Linked DNA regions of Mus musculus: regions 1 and 2 are each linked to region 3. A link is a contact called in public HiChIP or PLAC-seq data. All regions are on one chromosome and are shown on one strand. Each heading gives the region's core, a stretch centred on a gene start, on an enhancer-like site or on the middle of the called end of the contact. The rest is flanking DNA. Distances are from core to core; before and after follow the strand shown.

What was found. HiChIP or PLAC-seq counts read pairs in DNA pulled down with a chosen protein or histone mark.
Region 1: a CTCF HiChIP or PLAC-seq map of embryonic stem cells shows a contact between it and region 3, with 4 times the contacts expected there. The contact joins two enhancer-like sites. A contact is called at or near these places in 1 of 39 promoter capture datasets (cranial neural crest), 3 of 15 datasets of contacts at CTCF or cohesin (all in embryonic stem cells), 30 of 484 Hi-C or Micro-C datasets (the N1E-115 cell line, cerebral cortex, cortical neurons and 6 more), 8 of 115 datasets of contacts at active chromatin or transcription factors (astrocytes, embryonic basal ganglia and embryonic stem cells) and 1 of 9 other capture datasets (embryonic stem cells).
Region 2: an H3K27ac HiChIP or PLAC-seq map of embryonic stem cells shows a contact between it and region 3, with 12 times the contacts expected there. The contact joins two enhancer-like sites. A contact is called at or near these places in 24 of 484 Hi-C or Micro-C datasets (B cells, the N1E-115 cell line, brain and 14 more), 13 of 115 datasets of contacts at active chromatin or transcription factors (embryonic basal ganglia, embryonic forebrain, embryonic hindbrain and 3 more) and 1 of 9 other capture datasets (embryonic stem cells).

What each region holds. Positions count from the first base shown.
Region 1 is chr4:140,137,272-140,140,850 of GRCm38.p6, forward strand. All of the region lies in intron 2 of Igsf21 (immunoglobulin superfamily, member 21), which reads right to left. Among named protein-coding and RNA genes, the nearest start is that of Gm13029, 3.8 kb to the right of the region's middle. Within about 2 kb of position 1,965, at least 20 of the 459 cell types and tissues checked have an H3K27ac peak or open chromatin away from gene starts, as enhancers often do. A contact at or near this core is called in embryonic stem cells and stem cell-derived motor neurons, where this site is marked.
Region 2 is chr4:140,101,884-140,105,136 of GRCm38.p6, forward strand. The region is part of intron 3 of Igsf21 (immunoglobulin superfamily, member 21); the gene reads right to left. Among named protein-coding and RNA genes, the nearest start is that of Gm52685, 33 kb to the left of the region's middle. RefSeq lists an enhancer at 987-3,253. Within about 2 kb of position 1,623, at least 46 of the 459 cell types and tissues checked have an H3K27ac peak or open chromatin away from gene starts, as enhancers often do. A contact at or near this core is called in differentiating embryonic stem cells, embryonic stem cells and epiblast stem cells, where this site is marked.
Region 3 is chr4:140,553,730-140,557,260 of GRCm38.p6, forward strand. The region is part of intron 21 of Arhgef10l (Rho guanine nucleotide exchange factor (GEF) 10-like); the gene reads right to left. Among named protein-coding and RNA genes, the nearest start is that of Gm42335, 50 kb to the right of the region's middle. Within about 2 kb of position 2,027, at least 30 of the 459 cell types and tissues checked have an H3K27ac peak or open chromatin away from gene starts, as enhancers often do. A contact at or near this core is called in differentiating embryonic stem cells, embryonic stem cells, epiblast stem cells and 1 more, where this site is marked.

The sequences.
Region 1 (3,579 bases), core at 715-3,214, 420 kb before region 3:
CACCGCCTGCTATTTTCTTGCTAATTACTTAATTAATGGTCTGTCTCCTTACCCTGCCGGGGAAGGAGTTCTGTTTGTCTCCTCACAATTATATTCTGGTCCTAGAATAGTTCCCGGCGTGTGGACACATTAGGCATGCTATGGACGAGGGACATTAACTTCTCTCCGTCGGGGAGGCTGGGAGCCTTCTCCATCCCGGACCAGAACCTGAGGACGCGGAGCCCCAGAGAATTCCCAAGGAGAGCATCAGAGCTGGGACTGGCTTCCAGCAATCTTTCTGCTTTGTACTTTGAGCTTCTTTTCTTTCTCTCTCTCTCTCTCTCTCTCTCTCTCTCTCTCTCTCTCTCTCTCTCTCTTTTCTTTCTTTCTTTCTTTTTTGTTTGTTTTTTCGAGACAGGGTTTCTCTGTGTTGCCCTGGCTGTCCTGGAACTCACTTTGTAGACCAGGCTGGTCTCGAACTCAGAGCTTCTTTTAAAGGAATTAGGAGGAAAAGATTCTGTGTGTGTGTGTGTGTGTGTGTGTGTGTGTGTGTGTGTGAGAGAGAGAGAGAGAGAGAGAGAGAGAGAGAGTATGCGAGTGTGTGAGCATGTGAGTGTGTGTGAGTGTGTGTGAGTATGTGAATGTGTCTGTGTGTGTAAGTGTGTGTAAATGTGTGTGAGCGTGTGTGTGTGTTGCATATGCATATGTGTATGGAGACAGAGGACAGCTCTGAGCTTGGTTCTTCAGGAACTCTCCACCTCCTCTGAGACAGGGTCTGTCATGGGTGAGCCTGGAGCTCACTAATTAGGCTTTAATAGCTCACCATGGAAGCCCAAGGATGCTCCTGTCTCTGCCTCCCCAATGTTAGGATCTGTACACAGATGCCGGGCATCCCTTCCCAGCTAAGCACCTGACAGAGCATCTGTGGTGGTTAATGCCGACTGTGAGCTTGACAGGATCCAGAATCACTGGGAGATAAGCATCGGGCTGTGCTTGGAGGGAAGCTTCTGGATTACGTCACCGGAGGTGGGGAGACTCCTCTGAATGCGGAAAGCACCATGCCAGGGCTGGGGAAGCGAGCTGGGTACCAGCATCCATCACTCCCTGCTTCCTGACTGCAGAGGCATCGGATACTCCCAGGTAGATGCCTCAGGCTCCTGGTGCCATGCCTTCCTGCCACGATGGGACCATAGGCTTGAACTGTGAGCTCAAATAAACTCTTCCTTCACTGGGCTGCTTTTTCGACAAGCAAGTAACTGGCGTCCCAGCCTCTACCCAGCCTTGAAGGCATTGTAACTGGAGTTTTTGATACAAAGCGAGGAGGGTGTTCTGTGCATAGCCAATTCTCATACTGCCTGCCATCAGGGGTTTCCCATCTGAGGGAGGAGGCGTGGATGGTTTTTCCTGAAGAGACACCCACACGGACACCAAGGGCTGGATTCCAGCGCCTGGAAGGCATAGGAGACACAGGTACAGGATGGATGAATGCATCAGGACGTGGAGGGTGGGGACAGGGAGAAAGAGGATGGAGGAAGAAAGGAGGGACTGAAGGACAGACAGACGGACAGGCAGTCGGACAGGCATGAGCACTGGGTTCGATCTTTCCAACTTGTACCTCAGTCTTGCTTTCTCCATAGCGGAAGAGGAAAGCACACTCCAGGAGGAAGCAGGAAAAGACTAGGAATCCTCCAGAGATCTCCCTGGAAACAGGAAGTAGGCTGGGGCCACAGGAAGTGCCTGTGGTCAGGAGTGGGTGTGGGTGGTAGCTGGTAGATCAGCACCAGCTCACCTTACACACAGCCACACCTCAGCCCCAGGGCAGACAGGAGGTGGGGTGGAGGCGGCGGCTGCTTTGTCAGTATTTTCCAAGCCTACCCTCTGACCTTCTAAAAAGCTCTAACAGCGAGCTTCCCAGTTCTAATGGAAAATCCCAGCACCACTTTCTACAGGGGCCTCCATCAATCAGGCCACAGACCTCCACAGAGCCACAGAGAGAAAACTGCCACTGAGCACTGCTTGCTGAGAGCAAGCCCTGCACTGTGTGAGAGCAGAGGGGGGTTCAACCCAGTGCCTTGAATCTCTCAGAAAAGTCCAGTTGGCCAGGTCTGCCAGGTCCTGGGGCGTGCACAGACTCAGTCACCCCTGGGGTGCGGGGGGGGGGGCAGCAGAAAAGAGCCAGGCACGTCTCAGCCTGGGAGCCTTTAATCCCTACAAGCTGTCTGGGCTTCTTCTTCAGGCTCTGTGGGCAGTTGTGCCCCTTACCAATGCCCCAGGTCTCAGAGACAACTCTGGGCTTTTTAAATTTTATTTCTGTCAGCTAATACATCCGTGTGTATAGGAGAGGAGTTTTGGGGGAGGAGGGAGACGGAACAGGGGTGGCTCTTCCCTTAACTGTCTTGGGTTTTGAGTTTGTGGTGATCAACTGAGGACAGACTGGAGATACAACCAGGATACACATTTGCTGTGTCTGCATTTTTCTCCTTCTTTTTGTCCTTCTTAAAAGATTTTTATTCTTGTGTATGCGTGTGTGCATTGCACGTGGGGACTGCATTGGATCTGCAGATGGCTGTGGGCCACCTGATGTGTGTGTTGGGATCAGAACCCAGGGACCATACAAGAACAGCAAGCACTCCTGACTGCTGAGCCATCATCCCTCCAGCCCTACTGATGTTTCTCAAACGAGTACAGTAATATGAACGGGGAACAAGGCGAATAATTAAATAATCAGCAGACGTCACCCAGAGGTGACTCAAGCCCGCGGGGGACTGTGTAGGGTAAATTCAGATGTTGTGGCATTTTATGTGTCAGCTCATGTTTGTGTGTGGCTGAGCACAGGCCCCCTCGATCCCTGGTGCGCACGTGGAGGACACAGGACAGCCCATGTGGGTCTCTCTACCTGCCATTTTGCTTTGAGGCAGGGTCTCCGTGTCGTTCACTGCTAGCCCACGGGCTTCTGGGAATTCTCTTGCTTCTGCCTTCAGTCTCCCTGGAGGAGTGTTGGAGTGAGGGGCCTGCGCTGGCTTCGTATGGATCTGGAGATAGGAGCTCAGCTGTTCTCAGTTGCATGGCAAGCGCTTTGTGTTCTGAGTCATCTCCAGAGCCCCATAGTGGAACTGTGTAGAAGAGACTGGAGCACTCAGGTCCCAAGATGTGTCCTCTGTGAAGAGTGAGGGGGTGGCTGGGAACGTACATACAGATGTCCAGCCACCACAGTTTGGGCGCCATGCCAACCCACACTTGTTGGTTGGACTCGTTGGTTGGAAAGTCAACTCATCTTGACCTGGGCCTCAGTATCTCCACTTACAAACCATAGGCTGGGTGTGGTGATTCAGCGATCAGATCAAATCTTAGCGTGTTCATATAAACCCTCTGCTATAAATGGGAAACGGTGGGAGGCCCTCCCACAAACAGCACGTGATTCCCTCAACACCCGACAGGGGGTGCTGGTTCCCTTATTTCCAGAGAGAGCCATGAGGGGCTTGGGGCCAGCCTTACCAAGAAAGCTGCTTGTCTGGAGCCTGGAGTGTCTGAGAGAACCTAACTGTGGCTTCAGATGTTCATACTCCACTCTGGCGAGGACTCTGGAAGCTCACTACCAAG
Region 2 (3,253 bases), core at 373-2,872, 450 kb before region 3:
TCAGGTAAAGACATGCAAACTCTCAAAGGACCACGGATGCTCGGCTCTTTGGACTGAACCAGTAATAACTGTGTCTATTTAAAACCCAGAAGTGTGTTTTCATTAGAGATGATTTCAAAGGACTTCTGTAAGGACCATTGTCTGCCTACTCGGAGTGGCCTTGTCCCTTTCTGGGCACCTTCCCACCTCCACTGAACATACCGTGTCTCCACTCAGAGCTCCAGTCCCCCCTCCCACCAGCCATATCCACTTTGCCTCAAAGCCACTTTTGACTTCAGATCCACTTTCAATGCCACTGTGGCCACCATCTCCTCAGCCCTGCCAGCTGAGTCACCTCGGCGTGTGTCTGAGCAAGTCCTCAGACAGCTCCGGCTTCACTGTTGCAATGGTTAGCTATATATCTGTTTGGACTCCACTTCCCCTCTTTCTAGACTCCACCATATACTGTCTCTCTCTAAATGTCAAACAGACTCTGGGGTGCTGAGGAGGGGAGGAGGGACTGACCCTCGGGGAAACCTAGCTGTCTGGTGAAAGCATGGGGAAGGACAGACAGGTTTTAATGCCTGATGGGGACTCCATGGTATCCAATTTCTAGTGTACACGTCAGAGCCACTGGGGACAATCACTTCCTTCAGTGTCTACCTGCCAATGCCCCACCCCCACCCCACTTTCTGCTATCATATATCATAGCAGTATGCTCAGCTCATGCTGTGCTCAAACAGCCAGTCGGTCTCCGTGGGTGAGAGAACACGTGCTACCAAGTGTTTGTGGGACTCTGGTACCAGGCCCCAGCGTCCTCCGGGGATCACTTAGCTTTCTTGTCTCAGTAACCAGGGTGAACTTTCAAATGCAGGTCATGGTGGGCCAGCTGCTCTCCGTGGCTCCCCGTGGCTCCCGGGGTGCTGAGGGTAAATTGCTACTTTGTTATTTCCTCTGCCCTGGCCATGCTCCGCCCCAGGCAGCCCTTCTCACCCCAGGGCCTTTGTGCTTGCTCTGCCTGCTTTTTGGAGTGACCCCTGCTTTCCTGCCCCACCCTCTGTGCATGACTGTTTGCACTCTAGTTCTCAGCTTGGATGTCTTCTGTGACACACGGGCCCTATTCCCTGCGACCCACCCTTGATCAGGAGTGCCCTGATTTGCATGGCCTCTATTTGCATGGTCCCTATTTGCATGACCCTTATTTACATGGCTGTGATTTGCAAGGTAGAGATTGCACCCTGGAAGTTGCTTGGATAAAGGCTCAAACTAAGCCTGGCCAAACCCATGCAGGGGACAGCACAACTACTGCCTAAGTGTGAAGACTAGAGTCTATCCTCACAGTCAAGTTATTGGCTGGACTAGTGAAGTGGCTAGGCTCTCAGGTAGGAGAGCACGTTTCAGTGTACGACATAGAGAGAGAGATCGAGGAAGCATCATTCTGCATACCCGTGTGTCCCCACACAAGTCACACACACACACACACACACACACACACACACACACACACACACACACGGACACGGACACGGACACGGACACGGACACGGACACTTTACAGCTCCTTGCTTTACCCTGTTCTCTAGTTAAGGCCCCGCCCATTCCCTACTCCTGTTAAGGCCCCGCCCACCCCCTACTCCTGTCTAAGGAGCGAATCCTCCACTCCCAGCCAGTCCCTTCCCCACTACCCCGAATCCCTCACACACTGAATGGACGAACCCTCGAGCCCAAGGTAGCATCACAAGGACTCACACCTGCGTCCGCAGGAGGCAGGCACCCTGTCGTCGACCAGCTTCTGCCGATCGCGTCCCACCAGCTGGGGACAAACACGGGGAGTCCCTGGGGCTCCTTGAGGCTCCCCAGGAAATTGTTCTCTGCCGGTTTCTGGTAATATTCCCAGCCTCATTCTCACCCCGCTTTCCCAGCTGAAGAGGAAGCAGCTGAACAGCTGTGGAGCTGGGACTCTGGGCTGAGATGCATTAATTTGTAAATATCTTCATTTATATGTAAATGCGGAGCCCGGAGCCCCGCCGCTGGCCCTAATGGGGCCTTGCAGCCTGGTACTGCGGCTCTTCCTTCACTGGCTGGCCACGGGAAGATGTTCCCAACACTGCTTGATTTCATTAAGTCTCTTCTTTCACTGGCCCCTGTGTCCCCTACATATGGTGGCTCTGCTCCCCGGAGTGCCCTCTGCTCAGGATACCCAGGTGTCTCAGAGTGCAGAAACTCAGCATGAACATGGAGGACTAAAGGAGCCCGGCACATAAATCCTAGGACTGAACTTAAGTCCATGCTGCTGTGTGACTTTGGAAAAGTCCTATACCCTCTCTGGGCCTTATTTTCATTAACTGTAAAACAAAGACGGCACCATGGTATAGGTGTAGGAAGAGGTGGTTTGGGGTTTGATCAAGTTCATGTCATTCCAATGGGAGACCCTTAGCTGGGTCATCCCTTGGCCTTACTGAACTGTGACCCCTTCTGTAAAATAAAATGCAGAAAAGGGGGAGTTAAAAATGTTACTTTTCCAAGTTCAAGGGGTTAGCTGAAGATAGAGAGCAGCAGAAGAGATAGAAGTGTGTACATAGGGGCTTTCAGGATGGGGGATCCCGTGCAAAATTGGCTTTGCCTTGCGGTGGGGAGAGAGGGTTGCTTGAAGCTTAGGGGTGAACACCTTCAGCTCAGAGTTATGTTTGGGGACCAGGAAACTCTGACCCCAGGTCACCTGTCCACCGAATGGGTCAGCCAGCATTTGACTTGGAGAAAATGGGCACCAATGTCTAACACATTCCATTCTAGGATTACAGGAAGATAGTCTAGTCAGCCTGCTTTCGGGGGGCGGGGGAGGGGCGGGGGGCTGGGAGGCTGGGGGGGGGAACTGGCTCAAGATCACTGGGTAGGAAGTGGCTGTGCCAGGATTTGAAGCCTTCAGGCACCTGCTGGCTTTCTCAAAGCTGGTGAGCACGGCTGGAAGCAGGTGTGTGGGGCGTGGGGGTGGGCATGGGGGAGGCCTGGGGTTTCCTTGTGGTCTGAGGAATCAAAGCTAGGCAGGCCTCTGGAGGGCACACCTATAGGCAGAAGCAGACTGCAAAGGAGGGATTTGTTGCTGCCGGGCGGGCGCTGGGTTTCAGGAAACCTGGCTCCAAGCCAGGAAGTCCCCTGCCTGAGGACTCTCTGGGGCTCCCAGGGCATTGCTTATTTTCCTCTCCAAAATGCTTTTTATCTCTGCTCTCATCTTGATGGCAACTGATTTCTCCTTGGCACTCGTTTCTTTTCAGAA
Region 3 (3,531 bases), core at 777-3,276:
TAACCCTGCAGCAGCGTCCGGCATAGACTAAGAGTTCAGAACACACAGGCTCAAAGAATGAATGGCAAGGGGACTGGAGAGATGGCTCAGAGTCTGAGAGCCCTGGCTGCTCTTCCAGAGGACCCAGGTTTGATTCTCAGGACCCACAGATGGCTCACAACTGTCTATAACTCCAGGCCCAAGGGATCCAAACAAGGCACAAACATGAACAGACATTTCACGCAGACAAATACTAATATACATAAAAAAATTTTAATATTTTCATGAATGAATGAGAGGAAGGGGCAGAAAGAAACTAATATCAGCCCCAGAAATTCTGCCTACTAAGAAGCCTTCCTTTCTTATACACCAGACCACAGCAGCCAGTGTGACACGTGTGTGTGTGTGTGTGTGTGTGTGTGTGTGTGTGTGTGTGTGCCCCTGTATCAGGAAGCACCAAGGTGTGATGGTTAACACCGAGTGCAACTTAACAGTCTCTTAAATCACCATGGAGACAAATCTGTGAGGGAGTTTCTAGCCTGGGTTAACTGAGGAGGGAAGGCCCACCCTGAACGTGGGCGGCACCATCCCCTAGGCTGGGGTCCTGGGCTGAACAGAAAGGAGACAGTGAGCTGAGCTCCAGCATCCACCTCTCTATGCTTCCTGGCTGCAGATGTGATGTGACCGGCTGCCTCAAGGCCCTGCCTTCACGCCTTCCTTTCCTTCCATGGTGGAATGTACCCCTAAACCTATGATCCCCCCTAAAAACAAAAACAAAAAACCTGGCCAGCATTCACAGTAATAAAATGTGGATAAAGTGCTCATCACCATAGAGGTGACACTGAGGGACTAGGAAGCAAAACTAGGTCCTGACTGGCATGAGGCAGGACCCACATGGGGACTTGGGGCTTCTAGGCTCCAATAACCAAGTTCTTCACACTAAATCTACAAGAACACAAGGCCACACCCCTCCAACATGGCCACACACCCCTCAATACGGCCACACCTACAGGGACACACTTACTCCAACAAGACCTCGCCTGCTCTAACAAGGCCACACCTACTTCAATAAGGCCACGCCTACTCTAACAAGGCCACTCTGAGTCCCAGTGTGCTGTCACAGACCAATGCTAGCTCTGTCCGAAGATGCCAACCTTCAGGGAGCCTACAACTCTGGGGTCATGAAGAGGTCATCAACTGTTGGGACAACAGCCTCCCTAAGGCCCACACTCCTCCTTGGTGGAAAACAGGAAGGCACACTTCTTTTGGATGTGTGACCGGCCCTCCACCCAGCCTCCAGAGCCAGTCCTCCACAGAACCCCATTGCTCCCTATTTGAAAATACCAGTGGTGTCCTGGTTGGCTTGGAGTAAGCCCTAGACTCTTCTAGAAGAGCCACAAGGACCACCCTCCCTCCCAGCCGCATCTCCTGATCACCAGGCTCCACAATTGTCAGCAGTTTCAGCACGCAGCTCTTGATGTCCCTTTACGGGGAACGCTGCCCTGCTACCCCAGCCCGTTCTGCAGGGGGCTCCTCTCCTAACCACATCCCCATTCTCCCTTCTCAACAGTCCCAACCCACCAGAACTGTCACATCCCTCATTACTGCAAGTGTCTCCAGATTGGGGCGACTCAATTTAAGTCCATCCACTTTGCCATGGTGAGAAAGCCGGAGACTAGCCTTGGATTCTGAGCATTGATCTTCCCTGGACTGGCACTAGGTGGCGCCATCTCTCAAGATGCTAGACAGCCAGCCCCAGGTCACCCACCTCAGCACACCAGGCATTTCTGGAGGTTGCCTTTTTGGATCTTGTCACATTTCCCAACCCCCACCTGTGTATGGTTCCCATGCGTGCATGTATGTACGTGTGTCCATGCATCCAAACTTGGTTTGTCCTCATTTCTAAAGATGGCACCCGGGATATTGGGCATGCCCAGGCAAGCATTACAGCCGAGCTCTATCCCAGCTATTTATATACATGGCCTACACACACTTGATTAAGCACACACTTCGATCCTGGGCTAATGGAAATGACCCGGACGTGCTAAAGGTCGGCTGGGCTAAGCTGTGCTGTGTGGGAGGTTAGAGGTTAAATGTGGTTTTCCCTTCAGATGAGCCTATGAGGCACAAGGCATTATAACTGAAGGAACGGGGTTGGCTCTGCTCCTCCACGGGCTTCTCCATTCTGGTGTGCATGCGATGTGGAAGCAGGAGGCTCTCTACCGTGCCGCTGGTCCATGGAGGCCAAAACTATCTATCCATGTGCTTTCTATGCAAACACAACAGTAGCAGCTTTTACGAAAGGCCAAAGAGAAAGGCTGGCCTGTGTAATGATGAACCACTCCTGAGAGAGACCCAGCCCAAACGCCAGCTGGGTCACAGAGACTGGAGTGGTCACATGGGTGACCACCACACTGGAGAAGCTGTAGGCTCCCTATAATGCACAAAGGCTGGCCGGGGACCCCGATGGCTCCCATCCCTGTCTGAAGCCCTCAGCAGTGACAGCATTTCCTAATGGGCCCCAGAAGTGGCCCTTCACACTCTGGGCCCTGGAAACTGTCCCATAAAACCTATATCCCTGTCACGGGAAAGAGGGGAAAAAGCCAGCATGTGAGAGATGTGTCAGGCCAAGCACGACTTCCGCACATGCATACAAGTCGCCCCATCGGGGAACCGCAGTAAAGAAAGTAAGCCATTGGGCTGGATGCACAGTACGCTCAGGCCACGGTGGGAAAAGGCCTGCCCTGCTACCTCTCAGTTAAGGCCCAGCAGTAAATAAACACAACCCAATTTAAGATGCTATCCCTGCCCAGGGAACACTCACAGCCAAAGTCACCATGCCACGCAGGAGACCTGTGACGCTCACCCACCTGACAGCCAGATAGGTGAACGCACAGCACCCACCCCCACAGCTCCCCCCAGCTCCTCCCTCTGTCCCCCTGTTCCCCCCCAGCCTATCAGACCCTGGCATTTCATCACCATATATATTTTTAACGATCTGACCTTCTCCCTCCAGATGGTGCCTTTCTTGTGTGCAACTGAGATTGCTAAATGAAAATGGAGTTGTGGGCTCCCCATCTGTCGCTGCCATTGTCCCTGTCACAAAACCAGAGCGGCTGAGACCCGATGAGGAGGCTGTGGCCACTGAACATGGAAAGTCTACCTGGGGTAGGTGACATTCAGGTGACGCACCAACGGCACAGTGGTGATTTCGACTGACACTAAGTGGAGGCTTATTTAGGGCCGTGTTTGGCAACGCTCATGGTACTCAAGAGCCATTGTGGCACAGGAGGGAGCTCTAGGGATGGAAGCCTTCCCCCTCCCCCCTTACCCCCTCCCCCAGCCTAGGAAGCATCTCCTCAAACCTACTAGAAGCACCCTAGGCACCACCTACCCCAGCCTTCAACACACTGTGTGACAATGAGCTTGTTGCCCCATCTAGAAATCAGGGGACCAAATTCCAGTCATTTGGAGTTGTTGGGGGGAGCCTAGAAAGACCATCAGTGAGGTCTTAACAATTTGAGGAGAGGCTGAGCCACCTCTAGCCCTGCT